Regions from separate parts of the Callithrix jacchus genome. Here region 2 is linked to region 1. The links are chromatin contacts, called in public Hi-C maps. All regions are on one chromosome and are shown on one strand. The core of a region is the stretch at or near the end of the contact, and the rest is flanking DNA. Distances in the headings are between cores, read along the strand shown.

Region 1 (3,658 bases), core at 627-3,126:
AGTCACTGTTCTTTCGCCCACTTGACTCACAGTCAAACTAGTTTTAATCTTGTACTCTTGAAATATTTGTTCAATGAATGAATATCCTGTTACAGGTTGCTCTGGAACTTCAGAGCCCTGATGAGGATTGATACTTAAATGACTTCAGATATTTATCCCAATGAAATATTTATCCCACTGCTTCATCCAATCTGCAGTGCTGCGTTCATCCTAAAGTTGCCCCCTGGAGGGTCCTGGGCATACCCAGGCCTAAGGCCTCACATTAGTCTGCTTAGGCTGCTGTAACAAAAGATCGTAGCCTAAACTTGATGGCTTAAACAACAGAAATCTATTTCTCACAGTTCTGGAGGCTGGGAACTCAAAAATCAAAGTGCCAGCTAATTCATTTCTCTGGTGAGGGCTGTCTTTCTGGTTTGCAGACATTTGCCATCTTGCAATGTGGTAACATGCCTTTCCTTGGTGCATGTTCACACAGAGAAAGAGAGAGAGAGATCTCTTCCTCCCCTAGTAAGGCCAGCAGTCATATAAGATTAAGGCCCCGCCCTTATGCCCTCAATTTAATCTTAAATTACCTCCTAAAGACCTGTCTTCAAATATAGTCACATGGGGAGCTAGGACTTCAACCTATGAATTTTGAAGGGATAAAATTCAGTCCATAGAAGACCTAATTTCTTCTACCCAGCACAGTATCATTTTCCTTTTTTAATGTTATTATTAACTTTTGAAAAATGTATAGCTCTTCTATAAAATATACATTCTAATCCATTTCTATTTCCAGTTTGCTTCATTTATTCTACCCACCCAGCCCCTTTAGCCATTGAAGTTTTTATCCCACATCCATTGATTTAACCATTATGTTTTCCAAACTGAAATTCAGGACGCACAACATCATCACTATGAATGTGCTTATGGAAGAGTAGAACAAAATGTCAGAAACCGGGACTATCTAGGAAAAGCATGATATGCAGAAAATGATGACAAATAAACGAATTCTCCATATTTGTGTTTCAATGATTGCAACTTGAGCTTGGTGCCACGCAAACCCACGAAAAATTCCGTTTGTCCAGTTAGATATTTTGATGGTGAGGAACTTATAGGCATTGGGCTGTCGAAGATACAAATGTTGAAGACAGGCGCTGTTCTTTATGGTAGAGTTTTGCAAGTTTTCTTTGGCCTATAACATAGAGCAAGAAATTTTACCTTGCAAATCTGTAGGATGTGATGCACTCTGATCTGTGCTGTGCTGTGCTGTGCTGTGCTGTGCTGTGCTGTGCTGTGCTGTGCTGTGCTGTGCTGTGCTATGCTATGCTATTCTTTCTACAATGGCTGTTATGGCCTACATAATTGGTTTCCAAAACATGAATCTATTGCTATGTGCATTGGAAAAAAAAAAAAACAGTTCTAGTGGGTTGGGTCTGATAGATTTTGGTTTCCTTTCTGTTAAAAAATATTTTGATTAGCATGAAGGTCTTTTTGTTTGTTTATTTTTGTGTTTTAACATATATAGCTACTAGCCTAGTACCTAGAAATAGTTTCATTCTCTTGGAAACTTATCTGCTGAAACTTTCTATTCACAGATCGGAGGTTTTTGGAACTGGAAGGAACAGCAGGGCTGAAGTCAGAATACATCGCACAGAAGTATTTATGTTGAAGCTCCAGTGTTTAAGACACAGTGGCTTAAAAATGCAATTTACAAAAATTGTTCTTTTTGTTTTTTGACTCTTCTGAACAGAACCCATCTCCAAGTTAGTTTGCTAACTGCCTGTGTGGCATGATCTTGTGCTCCCTTGCAAAGCTCACAGGATGGATTTTTGTTTTGTTTTGCTTTGTTTTGCTTTGTTTTTAGTTTCCTTGCTGTTTTTCCAGGTCATGGTACCACAGTTGATTGGTGATTGTGGTTTGAGGTCACCTAGAGAAGAGGGGGGTAACCCAAAGATCTTATTGCACACCTCAAATTGCTCTCTGATGACACCAAGAGCGTCAGAGGGGCTGAGGTTGTCCGTGAACGTTCACCAGGAAAAGCAGGGTTGAAGCTGCTTATGGGCGAAGACGAATCCCGTGCTGCCATCTATTGGTAACTGGTATTAAAAACAGCAATTTTTAATACTACCTGATTTTTTAAAAATTTGTTTTGGGGGAACTACAGTTCACTTTCACCTATTCTCCAAATTTATATTTCCAAAGAAGTCTTGATTTCAAGTGAAGGAATCTGTGGATGGGAATGACCCATCTCTAACCCTAATAAGGTTTGTCTGTAAAGTAAACCAAAGGGACAGGGGAATTCCCACATCGTCTCCTTACTGCCCAAGCCGACACACTTCCCTTTGAGGATGGTTTGAGAGAAGGAGGGACTGCCTGCTTGTCAGAGGGATTTCAAAGAATGCACTCTTCTCATACTTCAGATCTCGCCGATTGCTTCATGGGCCACCCGAGGTTACCAGATGTTTTGCCCAAAGGGTGGCTTCAAACAGAAACAAATAGGCCCTCTCTGTTTTGAAGCCTGTTCTAAATACTGCCCATTGCAAATAGTTCTCTGGGTTTATTTATTAGTAAGAAAAATGAGACATCAAGGACGAACCACTTCCATTTTAAAAAGATTCCTCTTCATTAAAAATAAAACAAAAGGAGACTGGAGTGCAGTGGCGTGATCGTGACTCACTGCAGCCTCGACTTCCTGGGCTCAAGTGATCCTCCCACCACAGCCTCTACACCTGGTTAGTGTTTTTGCATTTTTGTAGAGATGAGGTCTTGCTTTTTTGCCCAGGCTGGCCTCGAGCTCCTGGGCTCAAGTGATCCTCCTGCTGCAGTCTCTCAAAGTGTTGGGATTTCGGGTATGAGCCACCGTGCCCAGCCTACTATTCTTACTTATAGAAAGAAAAGAATGGAGGAAACTGAGGTTTGGAGAGAATGGTTTCACCCAAATAGCACTGGTGTGGAGGCAGAAAAGCTACTGTTGACAAGCGGAGTTGATGGCAGTTTTTTGGCAAGGCCTAATGAAAGTAACCCTGGAGACTTCATGCTTTCTGCTAGTAGAAATGCAGCTGTCATCCACATCAAGATTCAGGACACTGGTGATTACTATGGCCTGTGTGGAGGGGAGAAGTTTGCCACTTTGGCTGAGTTGGTCCAGTATTACATGGAACATCATGGACAATTAAAAGAGAAGAATGGAGATGTTCCTGAGCTTCGATATCCTCTGAACTGTGCAGATCCTACCTCTGAAAGGCCGTTTCACTAACACTTCTCTGGGAAGCAGACAGAGAAATTATCAACTGAAAAAGGAAAACCTAGTAGCTTTCTTGTATGAGAGAGCCAGAGCCACGCTGGAGAATTTGTTCTTTCTGTGCCACCGGTGACGACAAAGGGGAGAGCAATGACAGCAAGTCTAAAGTGACTGAATCATGTCGTGATTCGCTGTCAGGAACTGAAATACGGCATTGGTGGAGGAGAATGGATTGACTCTTTGATAGAGCGTGTGAAACATTATGAGAAGAATCCTATGGTGGAAATCCAGGACTATGACTCAAGCAGCCCCTTAACACAACTCATATAAATGCTGCTGAAGAAAATTAGCTGAGACCAGAGGTAATGTCAAACAAGGCTTTGGGGAAGAATTTGAGACACTGACCAACAGGAGTGCAAACTTCTCTACAGCCAA
Region 2 (3,725 bases), core at 875-3,374, 160 kb before region 1:
CTAACCTCACAGGCATTTACTTGCTCCATACCAGGCACTGTATCAAGGGTGCTGTGCACCTTGATTTATCATGTATGAAAGTACTTGATTTTCCAAGTCATAGTCAAAACGGTATGGGGGTATTATGATTAGTGCTATTATATTACTCTTACTAACCAAGCAAGTCACAGCACTATATATTTAAATAAAAATAATCTACTTAAATAAGAGTGTTTCAATAAGAAGCAAAAGAGAAAACCCTGATGTTTCAGTATCTCGCAGAAGTTACAAGTGTGAATTAATGCAGTTTTCTCACCAGGTCCACTGTCCTTCAGGGTCACCAGGGGTACAAAGTGATGACTGTCATAGCCGAGAACAATGGGGTACCTATAACATTCCTGAGCAGGCCAGTGGAGAGGCAGGTAAATTCCACCCACTTTCAAAGGGGCAAAATTGGAACCTGATTCCAAACTTCTTAGCATTTTGTCTGTTCAAGGAAAGAAAAGAAAAATGAGGCCCTTAAGGTGACTTCCATCAAATTCCATTTAACTCTGTTACTTGAACTTTGGCAGTGGTTTTCTCTAAGAGCCAAGGCATTAAAGCTGAAAGCATTTAAGTACAGATACATGATCTGCAGGCATCTCACCTGAAATGACAATGATTGGCCTTCTGAGGATGTTGCAAAGGACAAATATGTGTATTTCTTCCAGTGAGTTGTACTGAAGCCCACTTCGGGCCACGGGTGTGTCTGTGGAAGCCATTTTGATAAGGGTGTCCCATTCATCATTCCAGTTCTAAGGGGAGGAGGTGAAAGAGGACAAAAAGCTTGAATGTACCCTGTACTCCTATGCTAAAGTCATTCTAACATCACTCCGCAATTATTCACTTATATAACTCAGCTTATTTTTCCCCTTTCATGAAACCATCATTCAAATGATCATCCTTTTTGCCCCATTTTGGTTTTCTTTCTTTACTCTTTTCTACTACAAGGCAAACTCAAAAGTTGGGGAGGACAGGGACAGCACCTGCTTACAAAAAAAAATCCCTGATGAGGTATCACATTGCAGCCCCTCATCCAAATGTTCACAAAAATTCCAAACTTGTGACTGAGGATGGTGAGGCATGTGTTGTAATGTTATTGGCTGGCTCAGCAAAGCTAAGGGCAATCAAACTGAAAAACAACAAAACACCAATGGAAAAGGCCATGAGCAGAAGACCTGCTGCTAGAGGGAACAGATCCACAGCTGGGAATCTGCTAACCAAAAGCAGTGGCAAAAGCCTTGGGTTAGTCCCATAGGTTTCTGGTGTTTTCCATTGAGTATGCTTCACTTAGGCAAATTCATATGACCTGGGCCATTAGATGCTACCAGAGGGCAGGGACTCACCCAGGGGTACCCTATGCCCACCATGGAGTTCTGTCAATAGATAATTAGGGGGCAATACATACCCGAGTGTCATAGCAAAGCCCCGTTTCCACAAATTCCTGAGATTTGAGAGACTCCAGTTGCCAGCGGAATTTAAAGTTGCGTGTGTCTGTTTCCTTGAGCGTGCTGAACAGCGCCTTCCTCAGTACCAAGTCTGTGTCCTGAACACCCCACATGTACTGAGAAGTGGCATGCATGAGGCAATTGCCATCACCTGAGGACAGAAAGGAGGAGAAGAGAAGGAAAATCAAGTTATCTGCATTTAAGGTCCAGCAAAGGTTTTCAGAATAAACCAGCCCTGCTACTGTGCTAGGTCATTGAGTGGTTTAATTTCCTAGTCAAGTACAAATTGGTATTTCACAAGATAATGACAGCTTTAAGGAAAAAACAGTTCTTTTCATTTTTCTTTTTAATGAATGACACCAACAGCAAAGGAGCCAGGGGACCTTGGTTCTAGCTTAACTCTGCTCCTAACTCATTTAGGTGACCTGGGGGAAATTCCTTAGGTTCTCTGGGCATTTTTCCTCTTTGTGAAATGAGGGCACTGAGTGATGATCTCTAAAGCCCCATCCCTTTCTACTATCCCCTGATTTGCTGGTGAAGGCACTGGCATTGCTGCTCTCTAATCCTAAGGAAGATCACACAGAGCAACATGCACAAACCAGGAAGCGGGCATGGCTTGCTAGACTGGGATGGTATGGCTATGACTCAATGGCAAATGACTTGACCATTCCCCTTTAGCCTTTGGGCCCTGGGAGTTTCCTCTCCTGGTGTGTAAAGTGAGGTTGGCAACACTGAATTACCTATGGCCTGCCAGTCCAGCTCTCAAAAACGCGTTATGCAAACCTGCTTGTTAGTAACTGTAAAGTACAAAAGTTAAAAAGCACCTGGGTGTCTACATTTGAAAATAATTCAGTATTTAGGGCTGACATTTTGAGAAAGAAAAAAAGCAGGTTGAATTGTATGCCATTCATTTGTGACCCTTCCAGTTTAAAACTCACAATTCAATGGGCTGCATTTTTTTCAACCTCCAAACAATAAATCTTTTGGGGAAACGTTTAAAACAAAAAAGTTAACTCCTTGGTATCTTTTGGCAAATACAAAATAATCTTTATAAAGAAAAGTTAAACTGTTTCTCATATTACTCTATAAGTAGGGCAATAATGCTATTTGAAATGTTATCAAATTATAATTACAGTCAAACTATAAAGAGACCAATAAAACCCTCAAATATGTATCCACAGCCAGTATTCCTTCAAGTTACACATTTAGAAAAACTAGCTAAGTAAGTATTCAAACAAATGGACAAAAAAGATCGCCCAAGCCTTGTGCCTTGGCAGACGTGTAGCAATGATTGCATTCTGTTGAAATTTCCCCTTTGCAAAATCTAGAGCAAAGATAAGGCTTTTTTTCTTCTTCTTGTGCTTACTTTCAGTTCTTTATTGAGATGCACCAGTATAAAATTCCCTAAGTAACATCTGGAATTCCCCAGTGCTAAGTTATTTGACTAGCAATTGAGCAACAGCTATTGTACTTTTTGTTCTGGTGTGTAGACATTTAAACTGCGAGGTGCACCCTGGACTTTCCAAGTGGGTGTGGTCAGGGTGAGCTGGAATAGGGCTACTCATTATACAAGTGAAATCGCTGCAGCCAATAGACGCTGGAATTTTTCACATGAAGTTTCAATTTTATGCCACCTACTCCCTTCCTCATTCACCACAGTCTCATATCCTCAAATGCAAACTTGTGAATCACCCCCTCCCCAGATATTGCCTTTGAATAACCCTCCTATCAACGGAAAGATTATTATTATTTTTTTAAAAGGTGCTAATCAAAATCAAAGAAAAAAAAGTCATTTGTATTCCTCCCTCCCGATATCCTTTCTTCCACATTTAGACTCTTAAGGAGTTTTCTAGAAAGTGAAGAAACAAAAGGATTCTGAGTCTAAAAATGATTTCCCAAAAAACGTTACCAAAATGCACCTGGCTTTTGTAGTTTTATTTGTAGTGTGACTCCTTGTTGATTTCAATGACATGTTTGCAAAATAAGTGTTTCCTATTTATAGTCCCTTTTTTTTTCCTAGTGGAAATCGAGCATTTCCTATCTTAAGGAAACAAGGCAAAAAGTCAGTTAATTTTCTTAATAAGGTTTCCCCCTTCCTACCACATTTTTAATTCAGCAGAATCTTTCTTTCCAACTCCCCCAAAGTTTACTCTATCTCTTTTTAGTAACAAAATGGGAGAGGATTAAAACCACAAATTGTCAGGCACATAAACCCCATGATGACTTTACATAATTACCTACCTCTATGTATCACTTAAT

The links. A called contact is a pair of places that touch in the nucleus more often than the background predicts.
Region 2: a contact with region 1 is called in a Hi-C map of induced pluripotent stem cells, with 3 times the contacts expected there. The contact joins two enhancer-like sites. A contact is called at or near these places in 3 of 3 Hi-C or Micro-C datasets (induced pluripotent stem cells and skeletal muscle).

What each region holds. Positions count from the first base shown.
Region 1 is chr4:144,487,054-144,490,711 of calJac240_pri, reverse strand. It overlaps the pseudogene LOC100387236. Among named protein-coding and RNA genes, the nearest start is that of TNFAIP3, 160 kb to the left of the region's middle. Within about 2 kb of position 1,876, at least 2 of the 16 cell types and tissues checked have an H3K27ac peak or open chromatin away from gene starts, as enhancers often do.
Region 2 is chr4:144,651,065-144,654,789 of calJac240_pri, reverse strand. It overlaps TNFAIP3 (TNF alpha induced protein 3), which reads right to left. Exons shown (of 9, transcript XM_035296840.3): 3 at 1,427-1,617; 4 at 626-773; 5 at 296-466. Among named protein-coding and RNA genes, the nearest start is that of TNFAIP3, 7.6 kb to the right of the region's middle. Within about 2 kb of position 2,124, at least 5 of the 16 cell types and tissues checked have an H3K27ac peak or open chromatin away from gene starts, as enhancers often do.